2 separate regions of the Delphinus delphis genome follow, and region 2 is linked to region 1. A link is a contact called in public Hi-C data. All regions are on one chromosome and are shown on one strand. The core of a region is the stretch at or near the end of the contact, and the rest is flanking DNA. Distances in the headings are between cores, read along the strand shown.

Region 1 (6,888 bases), core at 1,516-4,015:
TTTTAATAAAGCCCCTGCCCCCACTGAAGTTTTGCCTGTATTTGTAGTAGTAGTTACCAGGCATATTTCCATATACTTTTTAGCCCTTTGGGGCCTTTTTTTTTAAAAAGTATTTATTTATTTATTGGCTGCGCCGGGTCTTCGTTGTGGCACGCAGGAACTTTGTTGCTGCGTGCGAGATCTTCTTTGCGGCATGTGGGATCTTTAGTTGCAGTATGCGGGATCTAGTCCCCTGACCAGGGATTGAACTTGGGCCCCCTGCATTGGGAGCGCAGGGTCTTAACCAGTGGACCACCAGGGAATTCCCAGGAGCTTTTTGAATATTGGCTGGTAGCGGAGGATGTAGTCTGAAAATTAAAATGTGTTAACAACTATTTAATGTCCTCAATGTCACTGAACATCTGTCTCAGGGTCATTTCTACAGAAAACAGGTTATTGGAGTAAATAAGCATTGAAACCATCATAAAAATGTTATTTTATCCAATCAGGATGTGAATTATTATTATTACAAATCATTAAATCCATTAGTGACTTTGGAATGTGATATTGAGTTTTTTATTGTGATTAAGCTTTGAATTTTCTTATTTTATGTCAAAAATTTGACATATATAATGAACAAAATAATTTCCATTGAGTTCTATTTAATTTTCTGAATAGTTTCTGTTCTTACACGTGGATACCATATCTTACCTTTCTAAAAATATTAATTTTTGAAGATTTATTTTGCTCTTTGCATTCATTTGTTAGTTTTAGCTTCCAACTTTTTAGTTAAAGGATTTCCTCAAATGTTTGGTGGTCTTTGCTTATTATTTCATATTTGAGTAAGGCTGATCAGAAACAAGTGTTTGGAAGGCCTTATTAATTGGTAGGTTTCACTGAAGAGCCGGGGGAGGTCAGTGACTTGCCATTTATTTGGTCGCTGCCTAAATGCCATCATATCCAGGTCTTTCTCTTATGCCAGGCCGCTTCCCGAGAGACAAACGGTCCAGTTTTTTGCCTGAGGCATGTACATGCTTGGCTGCTTCAGATTTAGGAGAAAAGTGAGAATTAGCGTTGAGAACCTCATTGTTCTGTATATACCGTTAAAAATTAAAATAATTTTAAAAATTGTGGTAAAGTACACATAAAATTTGCCATTTAAACCAGTTTAAAGTGTATAGTTCAATGGCATTAAGTATATTCACATCCTTGTGCAACCAACCTCCAGAACTCTTTTCATCTTACAAGACTGAAACTCTCTACCCCCTAAACAGCAATTCCCCATTTCCCCTCCCCCCAGCCCCTGGCAACCACCGTTTTACTTTCCATCTCTATAAATCTGACTACTTTAGGTACCTTATATAAGTGGAATCAGATGGTATTTGTCTTTTTGTGACTGTCTTATCTCATTTAGCCTCATGTCTTCAAGGTTCATCTACATTGTAGCATTGTCAGAATTTCCTTCCTTCTTAAGGATGAATAATATTCCATCGTATGCATATACTGCATTTTGTTTATCTACCATTTGTGGATGGACACTTGGTTTGCTTCCACCTTTTGGCTATTGTGAATAATGCTGCTATGAACATGGGAATGCAGGTCTCTTCCAGACCGTGCTTTCAATTCTTTAGTGTGTATATCCAGAAGTAGAATTGCTAGGTCTTGTGGTAGTTCTATTTTTAACTTTTAGTGGATGTATATATACTTTTATATAACCTCTCCATATTGAGCTTTACTCTCTACCACATCTAGTGATTCTTGAGTGTGGAGATTTTCCAGTTCACCTGCTCCCCCACTCCCTCACCCTCCATCCTCTGTTTAGGGAATGGGCTTGTGGTTTGGGCATTCATCTGGCTTTGTGGGGTTGGAAGGGGAATTTGAGGGTCCAAATACTCTGCATGGGAACTTTGAACTTAATTTCCCTGTTTTCCTTGCCACAACTCTGCCCTCACCCCTCTCTAGTGTATATTTGTGCTCTAGGTAAATGTACCAGAAAAACCAATTCACTGAAAGCCAATTCACTTAAATGGCCAACTTGCAAATAACTTTTCTTTTAATTCTTTATTTTTACTTATTTTGTCTTCATGATAGCCTTTTAAGGCAATTCAATTTGACCCTGCTCCAGTTCCCTACTGCTGCAGCTACAATCTGACGGGCTAGAAAAAGGGGAAAACACAGAAGGACATAAGAAGAATACAGAATATTCATTTTTATTCCTACGGAGTTACCCTGCAGTGGACAGAAATCAGAAGTTGTTAACTAGCTGTTTGATTTTGGGGCAAACCATTCGGCTCCCTGGGCTGAAACATGCAAAACGAGGATCACAATTATAATTCACAGATGGGTGTGTGTATATGTGTGTGTGGCGGGGGGGTGGGGCGGTGTGTGTCTGTGTGTGTGTGTGTGTGTATGTGTGTGTGTGTGTGGCGGGGGGTGGAGGGGCGCGCAGTGGTGGTAGCGCCCGGTTCGCGAAGGAAAACCCAGAGCAAAGTTACGGCCTTTAAGTATTAAGTTGTACGACCTCACCATAGTAACAGCAATCAGCACGCATGCGTGTATTTAAAGCGCCGGCGTGCTTTAGGAACCACTCAGCCCCGCCCTCTTCCTCAGATTGCCCGGTTTCCGTTTCCCCCGAGCCTGCTCCGCTCCGCTCTGTGGATTCCGAGTCGCCAATCACCGCCCACTTTTTTCTAGCTGTGAACACCGCGCATGCCCACGTTTCGAAAGCCCGGGGGCGGGCTTGTGGTTTCGCGTATGCGTAGTCGTCCTCTTTCCCCACGCTGGTTCCTCGTCGTCTTAGTGCCGTACGTCCTCCTGGCCTGATCTCGTGTTTGGGCACCGTGTGCGCTGTCGCCACCGCCGCGATGGGTAAAACTTCCGCCTCTCAGGGTCCAGGAGCTCGGCCTGACCCGGTGCGGAGCTTCAATCGTTGGAAGAAGAAACACAGCCACAAGCAGAGCCAAAAAAAACAGTTGAGGAAGCAGCTGAAGAAGCCCGAGTGGCAGGTCGAGCGCGAGGTTATCAGCCGCCTCATGCAGAACTTTGAGAAGGTGAGGCCGGCGCCGGGGAGGGGGCGCGGGCCGGCTACGGGGCTACATGTCCCTGCCGCGCTGGGCTGCACAGACGAGGGGGCCGACCTGTCACTGGTACCCTGCCTGGGGAGCAAGCCGTTAGTTCCGGAGAAGAGTGGGGTGAGAGGTGCCACCCGGGGCCCTGTTGAGGCCACAGGTGGGCTGCTGGGTGCCACAACCCAGGCCTCCTGACCGTCCAGGCCGCTCTTCTGCTCACCACACTTGTCTTGATAAAATGATGGAAATGCAGTGGTACTTAAGCATAGGGAGATTAATTGCTATAATAGGTATTAGAAATATTCATAAAAATAATACTAACAACAGTAATGGTAAATAATGACACATTTTAAGCCACTCACCATGTGCTTCCCATTAATTATTTGACTTGATCTGAGGCATTGGGTCTTATTTCCATTTTACAGATGAGAACATTGAGGCTCCAAGAGGGTAAGAAACTTGTCTGGAACCTAGACTCATGTCTTTCTGATTCCAAAGCCTTTGCTTTTAATCGTTATGCTAGTCTTGCATCTCTCATCACCATCCTTCCTATGCTTATTTTTTCTACTTGTTTCATGTCCCCATCCAATAATTGCTATAGAAAAGCTGGACTCATGGTCTGTTTCTGGTACCTGCCATCCCACAATGTAGCTGATGTTCCCAGATGAATGTAGTAGTTATCCTGTAGTTATCATTTTCTTTTTTCTTTTTTTTCAGTTTTTTGCGTTATGCGGGCCTCTCACTGTTGAGGCCTCTCCCATTGCGGAGCACAGGCCCCGGCCGCGCAGGCTCAGCGGCCATGGCTCACGGGCCTAGCCGCTCCGCGGCATGTGGGATCTTCCCGGACCGGGGCACGAACCCGTGTCCCCTGCATCGGCAGGCGGACTCTCAACCACTGCGCCACCAGGGAAGCCCCTGTAGTTATCATTTTGACTTCTAGATCTCTTCCCAGCTCACGCTTCTTGGGGCTGCCACTACCCCTTCTTTTCCTTCCTCCTAAATTCCACGTCTGTTGGTCTTCACCCACCTCACGTAGCCTTTCAGTGATTGCCCCCTTCTAGTGCAGTGTAATCGGGGATTTAACATATGGAATATATCTGGAATTAAAGTCATCATGTGTCATGCTGGTATAGCTTTTCTTTAAACAACTATTAGATCAAAAGTAAGGTTAGATGGAGCTTAGAGTTTGTTTTGGGCTTTTAAGTTTAGATGATGATTTGATTCTGGCTTTTGGTTGCCCGATGAGTGACTTTGGGCAAGTTACTTTGCTTCTCTTGTCTTTAAAAGGCATAATAATATCTACCTTATAAGTTATGGGCAGTTAGTAAGAATGCATGTAAAGTATTCTGCACAATGCCTGACGCATAAATATTCCATATATAACCTGTTACATTATTACTGCTGCTGTATACACAGCACCTCAAGAAGCCACTGTAAGGTAAATTACTGTCAGATTGCATTTTGGGCCCTTCTTCATCTGACTGGAATTACTTCAGGAGGAGAGCCTCATCCCTTGCTTCTTCTCACTCTGTCCTCTTATCTTGTGTAATCCCAAGGTTTATTCTTGTGACTCTTCCTTCTTGCATTCTACCCAGAGCTCTTCTGAGTTCATATCCTTTTTTTTTTTTTCTGACTGTGCTGGATGTCTTTATTTGTGTCATAGGATACCTTAAATGCTGCAGATCTAAAACTGAGTTCATTATCTTTGTCTTCTAAATTCACAATCCTGTGTATTATTTCTGTATTGCCACCATGGCAAATTACCACAAATTTGTTGTCTAAAAACAACAGGAATTTGTTCTCTTACAGTTCTGGAAGCCAGAAGTCTGAAATCAATTTCACTGGGCTGAAATCAAGGTGTCAGTGGGGACACACTCCCTCTAGAGGCTCTAGGGGAAATTCTGTTTCTTGCTGCTTCTAGCTTCTGGTGGACGTATTCATTGGCCTGTGGCTGCATTACTCCAGTCTCTGCCTCCATGGACACACTGCCTTCTCCTGTTCTATGTCAAATCTACCTGTATCCTTTTTTTGTAAGGGTACTTTTGATCACATTTAGGGTTTACTCAAATAATTGAGGATAATCTCCCCATCTCAAGATCGTTAGTTACTGTGCAAAGTCTCTTTCGTCATGTAAGATAATATCCACAGTTCCGGAGATTAGGATATGGGCATATTTGGGGACCATTATTTAAGCTACCCCATCCTAGCCCCACCACTTAAGCAGACTGATGAGCTAGAAACCTAGGAGTAATCCTAGAGGCCTCTGTCTTACCACTCTTACATTCAGTTAGTCACAGTGGTGATTAACTCTGCTTCTTAAATTTCTCAAATGCTTCTCCATCGCCAGTGCTATGCCTTAGTTCAGGCTCCATCATCTCTTGCCTGGGTTACTACAGTAGCTATTGCTTGTAACATGGGTCAGCAGACTTTTCCTGTAAAGGACAGGACAGTAAATGGTTTTAGCTTTGCAGGTTGTAAGGGTGGAACTACTCAACTCTGCCATTGTAACACAAAAGCTTGCCATGGAAATACTTAAATGGGCATAGCAAAACTTCAGTTACTAAAACAGGTGGTGGGATTTGTCCCTTAGGCCTTACTGCCTTCTAATCTGTCTTCCATATTTGCTAGAATGTTTATTTCCAGGATGAGATCCAATTGTTTTACTCCTGATTAAAACCCTTCCTTGGCTCACAGTTATTTTCAGAAAAGTGGTCAAACACTTCAATGTGTCAGCGTGTTCTAGTCCAGTGAAAGAGTAAGTTATTTGTGGTCAGGCAGACCTGGTTTAAATCTCACTCAGTTCAGGTGTTGACTCGCCAAATTTCTTTATGTCCCTGTGTCTCAGTTTCTTTATTCAACAGAGATTATTAACCACCCAGAGTGTTGTAAGGCTAAAATGAGGTGATGTATATAAACCAAGTGGTATGTGGTAGGCACACATGAAAGAACAACCTGCACTTTTGTGAATTGGCCATGCTCCTTGATGCTTCTTGTCCTGGTACTTGATGTTTCCACTGCTTGCAGTGAGCAGTCCCATTTCCCCAACCCTAGGGACACCTACTCATCCTCCAAGATTTACCTCCAGCTTCTCTTCCTGACCTCCCCAGGTAGGGTTAGGGCTGCTGTGTGTCCGTAGCATTTTGTATATGCCTTTATTATAGCAGTCATCAGCAGGCTGTGATGACTGGCTTTAACTTCTTTGTCAACTCTACCACTAGGTCATTGATGATATACCTGCTTTGCTCTCCCCAAAGATGGGTCCCACAGTGCTTGTCCTTGAGAAGACCTTTAGTGTTTAGATGTTTGGTGCCCACTGACCTTTTCCAGGTGGCTTTATTCTGCTCGGTAACGTGGGTCCGTTCTTTTTGGTCTCTTGTTTTAATAATAATTATTAACATTTATCAAGCTTTTATACATGTTGATTTGCCATATTCTCACAACAAACAACCCTATGAGATAGTCCCCATTATATAAGTGAGGAAACTTTAAGACACAGCAAGGCTAAATAATTTGCACTACATTAAACAGGAAGTGAAAATGCTATTGATAGTAAGGGGAAAAGTTCTAATCCAGCGGGTATAGGTCTGATGCCAGGGCTCCAGACCACCATGCTTTACTGTGTTGCACAAATGTTTAAATCCCAATCTTTTCACTAAGTTGAAGGAACATTTTTTTTCCTGCTAAGTATTGTTCTGTTTTTTTTTTTTAAGTTTTAGAAATATTTTCTTAAGAAATAAATGCAGTATGGAATCAGTTGCCATGGCTAGCAATACTAGAATACAACCAGAGAAGATTGTATGTAAAAAGGGGCAGACCCTACCATATGGCTCTCAGATGGTAG
Region 2 (6,888 bases), core at 2,398-4,897, 620 kb before region 1:
ACCCAAAGGTCTAGGAAGCCCCACTAGCCATCTTCCTCCCTCTCCCACTCCAAAATCTTGAAAACCCTTGATGCCCCATCTAGTTTTCCACCAGTTCTTTGTTTATTGATTAAACTTTACATACTACCTTTATATGCACAAAGCTTTGTTTTTTGCTTCTTACAAATGAAAAGCTTTGACTTTATAGCTATTGTGTCAAAAATGGACTTCAAGAGCCTATTTTGGAAGTAACAATCCCAAACATCCTGGAAGCAACAGGTGCTTTATGGTCTGCTAGTCTTGTTTGGATTTCTATAATGAAGTGTGAAAAAATAAGCACAAACATATTTTTCAGAGATTTATATCATTACAGCTGAGTGGGGAAAAAAAGATGTTAAAGAGTATGTTTTTTTGTTTGTTTTACCGGTACGCGGGCCTCTCACTGCTATGGTCTCTCCCGTTGCGGAGCACAGGCTCCGGACGCGCAGGCTCAGCAGCCATGGCTCACGGGCCCAGCCGCTCCGCGGCATGTGGGATCTTCCCAGACCGGGGCACGAACCCGTGTCCCCTGCATCGGCAGGCGGACTCTCAACCACTGCGCCACCAGGGAAGCCCTGTTTTTTTTTTAATGTTTTAATTCACAAGAAATTTATTATAATTGTGGTTGTCTCTGAGTAAGGGAGAATGGATGCCTGAGGGACTGTGGAGGAAGGGGGCCTATTAAAATAAATTTCCTACAACACTTCATTATGAAAAATTTCAAACATATAGACAAGCTGAAAGATTTTACATAGAGAACACTAGTAAACCCACCCCCAGATTCTGTCATTAACATTTTTGCTACACTTGCTTTGTCCCCTTTCTATGCAACCATCAATCCATCTTATTAGGACCTCCCAGGTGGTCCAGCCGTTAAGACTCCGCACTCCCAATGCAGGGGGCTCAGGTTCAATCCCTGGTCAGGGAACTAGCCTGCATGCCGCATCTAAAGATCCTGCGTGCCACAACTAAAGCTCTAGCCCGCGTGCCACAACTAAAGATCCTGCGTGCTGCAACTAAGACCCGGCTCAGCCAAATAAATAAAATAATTAAATATTTTAAAAAATCCATCTTTTTTGGATACATTTCAAAGCAAATAGTAAACATAAGTTATCCCTAAATTCTTCAGCATGAATATCATTAACTAAACTCAAATTTTGTTTACTCTTTTTTCTTTTGAATGAGATGCAAAAATCTTAAGGGTACACTGGCTGAGTTCTGACAAACGCATACACTTGAGTAACCCAAATACCTACCACAACACAGAACATTAAATTACCCCAGGAAGAGGAAGGAGGCTTACTTTTAACTGTATTCCTTTTAGCACCTTCTGAATTTTATATTATGTGCTTCTGTTCTCTATCTTTAAATAAATTAAATATTTAAGCATTTAAAATATTTAAACATTTTAATAATGATGGTTTATAGAGTCTAAACTGGATGAGGAAGAAAGTGAAGACAGGAGGGGATGATAGGTAACAAGGAAGTGGTGGGGTAAATGGAAAGAAGAACTCATTTGAGATTAGACTTTTGTAGCTGTGGTGTTTCAAGAACAAGCGAATTGGGAGAAAGAAATGTCTTGTTAGACAGTGGGATATTTGAAACTGTTTTCAAAAGTAGTCATAAGTTCAGAGCGTGATCATAGGAATAGTACTGTCATAGGATAGTAGCCCCCTCCAAACCATATGCTCTGAACTGCACATTGTATTTTACCCTTGCAGTATTTACCACAACTCCAACTAAGCAACATTTGGTTTGTATAACTATGCTTAATATCTAGCTCCCTTATTAGACTATAAACTCCAAGAGGGCAGAGGTCTTGTCTGTCTCATTTAATCCTATATTTCCAGTGCCTAGTACATAATAGGTACTCAAACAAGTATTAAATACTTAATTGGATTCTTTAAGCAGGGTCATTAATTTATGAATTAATTCAATTGTTATAGCACAGTTTGTCACCTAACTTTTTTTTTATGGTACATAAAGTTGGTTATAATTCAATCAACTTACACTTTAAATTAAGCAGTAGAGTTGGACTAGGGTTGAAGACAACCCAGTTTCACTGGAAAAGGGAACCATAATTATATAAAGTTTATTCCGGACTAGGCCTTTTCTCTGACCCAGCTGTGACCTTGACCAGAGAGAAGCCTCCATTTTCCCATCTGTAGAACAAAGATGACCTCTAAGAGTCATCCCTATGTTGACAATCTGGCAGGACATTACAGGCCTAGTGGCTCTGAATCCTTGTTCTACCACGTAGTCATTGTTTAATCATGCCTAGATTACTCTCTAATATAATCACTGTAAAATGTGGGGTAACTAGGTGGCATGATTGTGCTGATTTAATGAGATAGTACAAAAGTTTTCTAAATTACCCTTCTCCTTCTATTCACTACACAGTAGTCAGAATGATCATGTTGGAATGGGAGTTTGATCATACCACTCCCTCTTCACAAGCCTGCAATGAGAAGCCTGCAATGATTGCCCATCTCACTCAGAATAAAAGCCTGTCTTTACTGTGGTCCACGAGGCCCTATAAGCCCTTATGCTCTTCTTACTCTCTGCTCTGAACATACCAAACTTCTTACTGTTCCTCTGACACTCTGGGCAACTTGCCACCTGTGTTTCCCCCTATTTGGAATGCTCTTCTCCTGCATATGTCCTGGTCTTCTCCCTTATCTCTTTCAAGTCTTTTTGCTCAAATGCCATCTTCTCAGTGAGACCTACTTGGATCCCTCTATTTAAAACTGCAAACTAGGGACTTCCCTAGTGGTGCGGTGGTTAAGAATCCGCCTGCCATTGCAACGGACATGGTTTGATCCCTGGTCCGGGAAGATCCCACATGCCTTGGAGCAACTAAGCCCATGTGCCACAACTACTGAGCCTGTGCTCTAGAGCCCTCGGGCCACAACTACTGAAGCCCACGTGCCTAGAGCGCGTGCTCTGCAACAAGAGGAGCCACTGCAATGAGAAACCCGCGCACCACAATGAAAAGTAGTCCCTGCTCGCCGCAACTAGAGAAAGACCGCGCGCAGCAACGAAGACCCAATGCAGCCCAAAAAAAAAAAAAAAAAAAAAAAAACACTTCAAACGTCATTACTTTTGCCTGCTTTATTTTACCCTATAGCTCTTATTTATCTCTGTACTTCTCTTACTTATTTCTAATATATTATGTGTCAATGAACACAGTTTGGAAACGTGTATAATACTAGATATATTCTATATCTATATAGATATATCTATCTATATCTATTCTATATCTATATCTATATAGATATACTATATAGATATACTATATAGTATATCTATACTAGATATATTCTATATCTATATAATACTAGATATATTCTATATCTATTCTATATATAGAGTATATTCTCTTTCTTCTCCTAGTGGTTTGAGGTCTGAAGGGATAAAGCTTAGGGGTTTATGGCTTAGGATATTCTAGGATAATGTGCCTTCAGGTAATCCAAGATTTATATTCATTACCTGAATAACCTCTTATAGATTATTTCACTGCCAGGCACTCTTGAGTAGAAATATTAATAGTTAACACTTTCGTGCATGCATTCATTCATTCATGCAAACAAATATTTAGTGGGTGCCTTCTATGTGCCCTTTCTTCTTGAAGACAGCTAGTACAAGCATTTCATTCGGGAATCCCCCGAGGCGGGGGATGAGGGAATACGTCTAGTCCCGCCAGCAGAGGGCGTGCTTTCGCACTCTCCGCAGCCTCCCGGCCCACGAGGCTTTCAGGCTCCCACGCTCGCTCCCTAGCGCGGCCCCGCCCGCCGCATCACGTGACTCGGCCACCGAACCAGAGCTGCAGGGCCCAAGCCGGGCTAAGTTCGTTGCCGGTGGCCTCTGCGGGTGCAACCACAAAGGGTAATCCGAAGGAGTGGGGGGGCTCGCGAAGTCGATGCTGCCTCTTCCAATTCAGGTCGGCTCCCGTTACCTTCTCACCATTCGCCGTTGCTATCTTCCTGAGCGTTTGCATGAGCTCTTTCGTCTGGGGAGGCTCCGGTGACCATGTAGGGGGGAAAAGTGAGGAAGCTCCAGGTGCCTGGGACTAGGTCACCGCTGTTGGCACGCCGCCCCGGCTCCCCCCACATCTCCATTGCGGGCTGGTGGCCCCGTCAGCCCAGGTGGAAACTCCGGCCTGCAGTTGTGGCCTGGCAAGGAGCGCCACGAAATCTCGCGCCGTCTCGCGAGAGTCTAAGTTGAAGGAACATGGCGACGTCTAATCTGTTAAAGGTAAGACCCTCAGTCCTGCTTGGTTTTTACCCTGGGGGCGCTGGCTTCAGCTCTTAGGGAATGGCTCGGCCCAGGTTCAGCGGCAAAATGTGGGAGTGTTCAGGGGTTGCCTACCGGAAGGGAAGCCAGGGAGGCTGCCGCCGAGGACCGGAACGCGGGTCTCCGGCCTTGGGGTGGAGAGGCTCTGGTTGTCCCTCTTGCCGGTTGACCGGTGTGTGAAAGGCCCTGCCGAGGGCTGGAGGGGAGCAGTGCTTTCAAGGGACCAGCTCTGGCCTGGGTCCGCAGAAGAAGGGTGGTGCCGGGTCCTGAAAGATAGGGCAGTTAGTATTCTTGGCGTCTCAGTTTCTTCTGAAGCGAGAGCCTAAGGCGCAAAGAAGGAAAATCCAAGAAAATGTTCCATAACAGGTTTTAATGACTGGACCCCCACCTCCTCAATTTCTGTTCTCATTCTGCCTGCATGAAACTACAAGTCAGACAGCAGTGCCTGTCACCTCACTCCCTCCCTTATCTGCATGCTACTCCTTCCCTCCTATCCTCCCTTTCTTAAGTTCGTATTTTACCCTTTTTTCCTTAGGAAACTGTTCCTCAACCCCATTACAGCACACAACCAGATGATTACTGTGGAAGCACTACCATCGTTTTATGGGTTAGGATAGTTGCCTTATCAAAGAAAACGGTTAAATTTAGTTTTATGTATTTGGGATAGCAAGGGAGATGTAGGCCCAGAGAGGCAGATTCTCTACCATCAGTTAAAAAGTTTGGAGGAGAAGAAGGAAGACATGGCACTAGTTTCTGCTATGCTGTCTTTGTAATAGGAACCTTTTGCCTTAAAAGTATTGACTGAAATGGGGGTAGTGATTAGCTCAGGGAACACAAACACAAAGGATGAACTACTCCTCCCTCAAACCCATCATTAGGCCTTCAGACAGTGTGGATTGATAATAGAAAATAATAGAACAGAAAATATATTAAAATTTACTGTAACCTCACTCATATCTTCTTTAGACTACTACACTGTTAGCTACACTGTTAACTGTTTAATACATGGAACTGTCTCCTAAAATGTAGACCTAATTTTACTAATTTAAGAGGCAATATATCTTTTAAAAGGGGAAGGACCTAGAACTTGACTGAATTTCTGCCACTTAGAAGCTGTATGACTTTGGGCAAGTTTCTAAACCTCTCCGTGCCTGAGCTTCTTCATCAATACAGTGGCATTATCAATAGCACCTATTTCATAGGAGCATTGTGAAGATTGAGTTAATATATGTAAAATCTTAAAACAGTGACTGGAACTTAATTAGCACCCAATAAACATAAATTGCTAGAGTTACTATTTCTGCTGCTTCTCTAAGAAAACAAATTCATGGGAATTGAGTAACCCACTCTCTACTCTTCTTTTATAACAGTATAGCAAAGCTCTAATGTGTTAATTCAGAAAGAAAACTTTAACTTGTTAATTCAGAAAGACTCCTGTTAATGCATCTGTGTATTTACATAAGCAGTAGTGTATGTTATTAATTGAAATGTGTTTAAGAAGTAATTGAATTCCTTATTCTTTGTGAATTTTTGACTTGTTGATTACCTGGATATAAAGCAAGGTCTTTTTTCCTCCCAGATTTCTCTCTCAGAAAAGAGTGAGTCACTTTATTCTACTCCATACAAAGCCTTACAAAGGATTGTTTGGAGGAGATATAAGTCTGAAGCTACTTCAGTCAATACTAGTAAGTGGTTACCTAGTAGAGATTGTGAATCGACATCTATAGCACACACCTACCTATAGAATGAAAAAACTGCCTGAATGTCTAGAAATCGGCACTTAGGACTTAGGTTAAAAAGATCGTAATTCAAGCAGTTCTGTAACTCAAATAACTTTTATAAATGAAAGGAAAGTGATAACGCTTTGACAAACTGGTAAAAGACTCAGTCTCTTTAGTGAACATGAAGAGATGCCAAAGATACACTGGAAAATTTTCAGCAAAATTATTTAATGAAGTGTTAAAAAGGGGGAAAAAGAATTTCTAAATATTTTATATAGTATGTGATTTTAAATATGTACGACTAACATAATAAAATGGATATTATAAGTAGACATTTGATTCTTTTATCTGTATCACCAAAAGTTTATGTATTCAAGGTGGCCAGAAAACCTTTTGTATTTCTTTTTTCTCTCCTCATTGCGGGGGTGGGAGGCTGGAGGGGAATTGCCTTGTGTTTATACATTTAGAAGTAGTTAATTAAAAAGTGGGGAAGTTTGTCTTCTTGGAGAAATGCAGTAAGATCCTAACAGAATTCATAGGATCATTTAAATTCAAGTCTGGAGGAGGGTGTGTGAGAGGAATGGAGTGGGAGTTTGGGGTTAGCAGATGCAAACTAGTATATAGAGAATGGATAAACAGCAAGGTGCTACTATATAGCACAGGAAACTATTCAATATCCTATGATAAACCATAATGGAAAAGAATATGAAAAAGAATGTGTGTGTGTGTATGTGTCTGTGTGTGTGTGTGTGTGTGTATATATATATATATATATATATAAAAGTGAATCACTGCTGTACAGTAGAAATGAACACATTGTAAATCAACTGTACTTCAATTTAAATAAATAAATAAA

What was found. A called contact is a pair of places that touch in the nucleus more often than the background predicts.
Region 2: a contact with region 1 is called in a Hi-C map of muscle, with 9 times the contacts expected there. The contact joins the promoter of CUL5 here to the promoter of DDX10 in region 1. A contact is called at or near these places in 2 of 3 Hi-C or Micro-C datasets (lung and muscle).

Annotation. Positions count from the first base shown.
Region 1 is chr8:25,515,007-25,521,894 of mDelDel1.2, reverse strand. It overlaps DDX10 (DEAD-box helicase 10), which reads left to right and starts at 2,765. Exons shown (of 18, transcript XM_060017996.1): 1 at 2,765-3,029. The coding sequence starts at 2,844.
Region 2 is chr8:26,132,285-26,139,172 of mDelDel1.2, reverse strand. It overlaps CUL5 (cullin 5), which reads left to right and starts at 3,647. Exons shown (of 19, transcript XM_060018013.1): 1 at 3,647-4,272. The coding sequence starts at 4,249.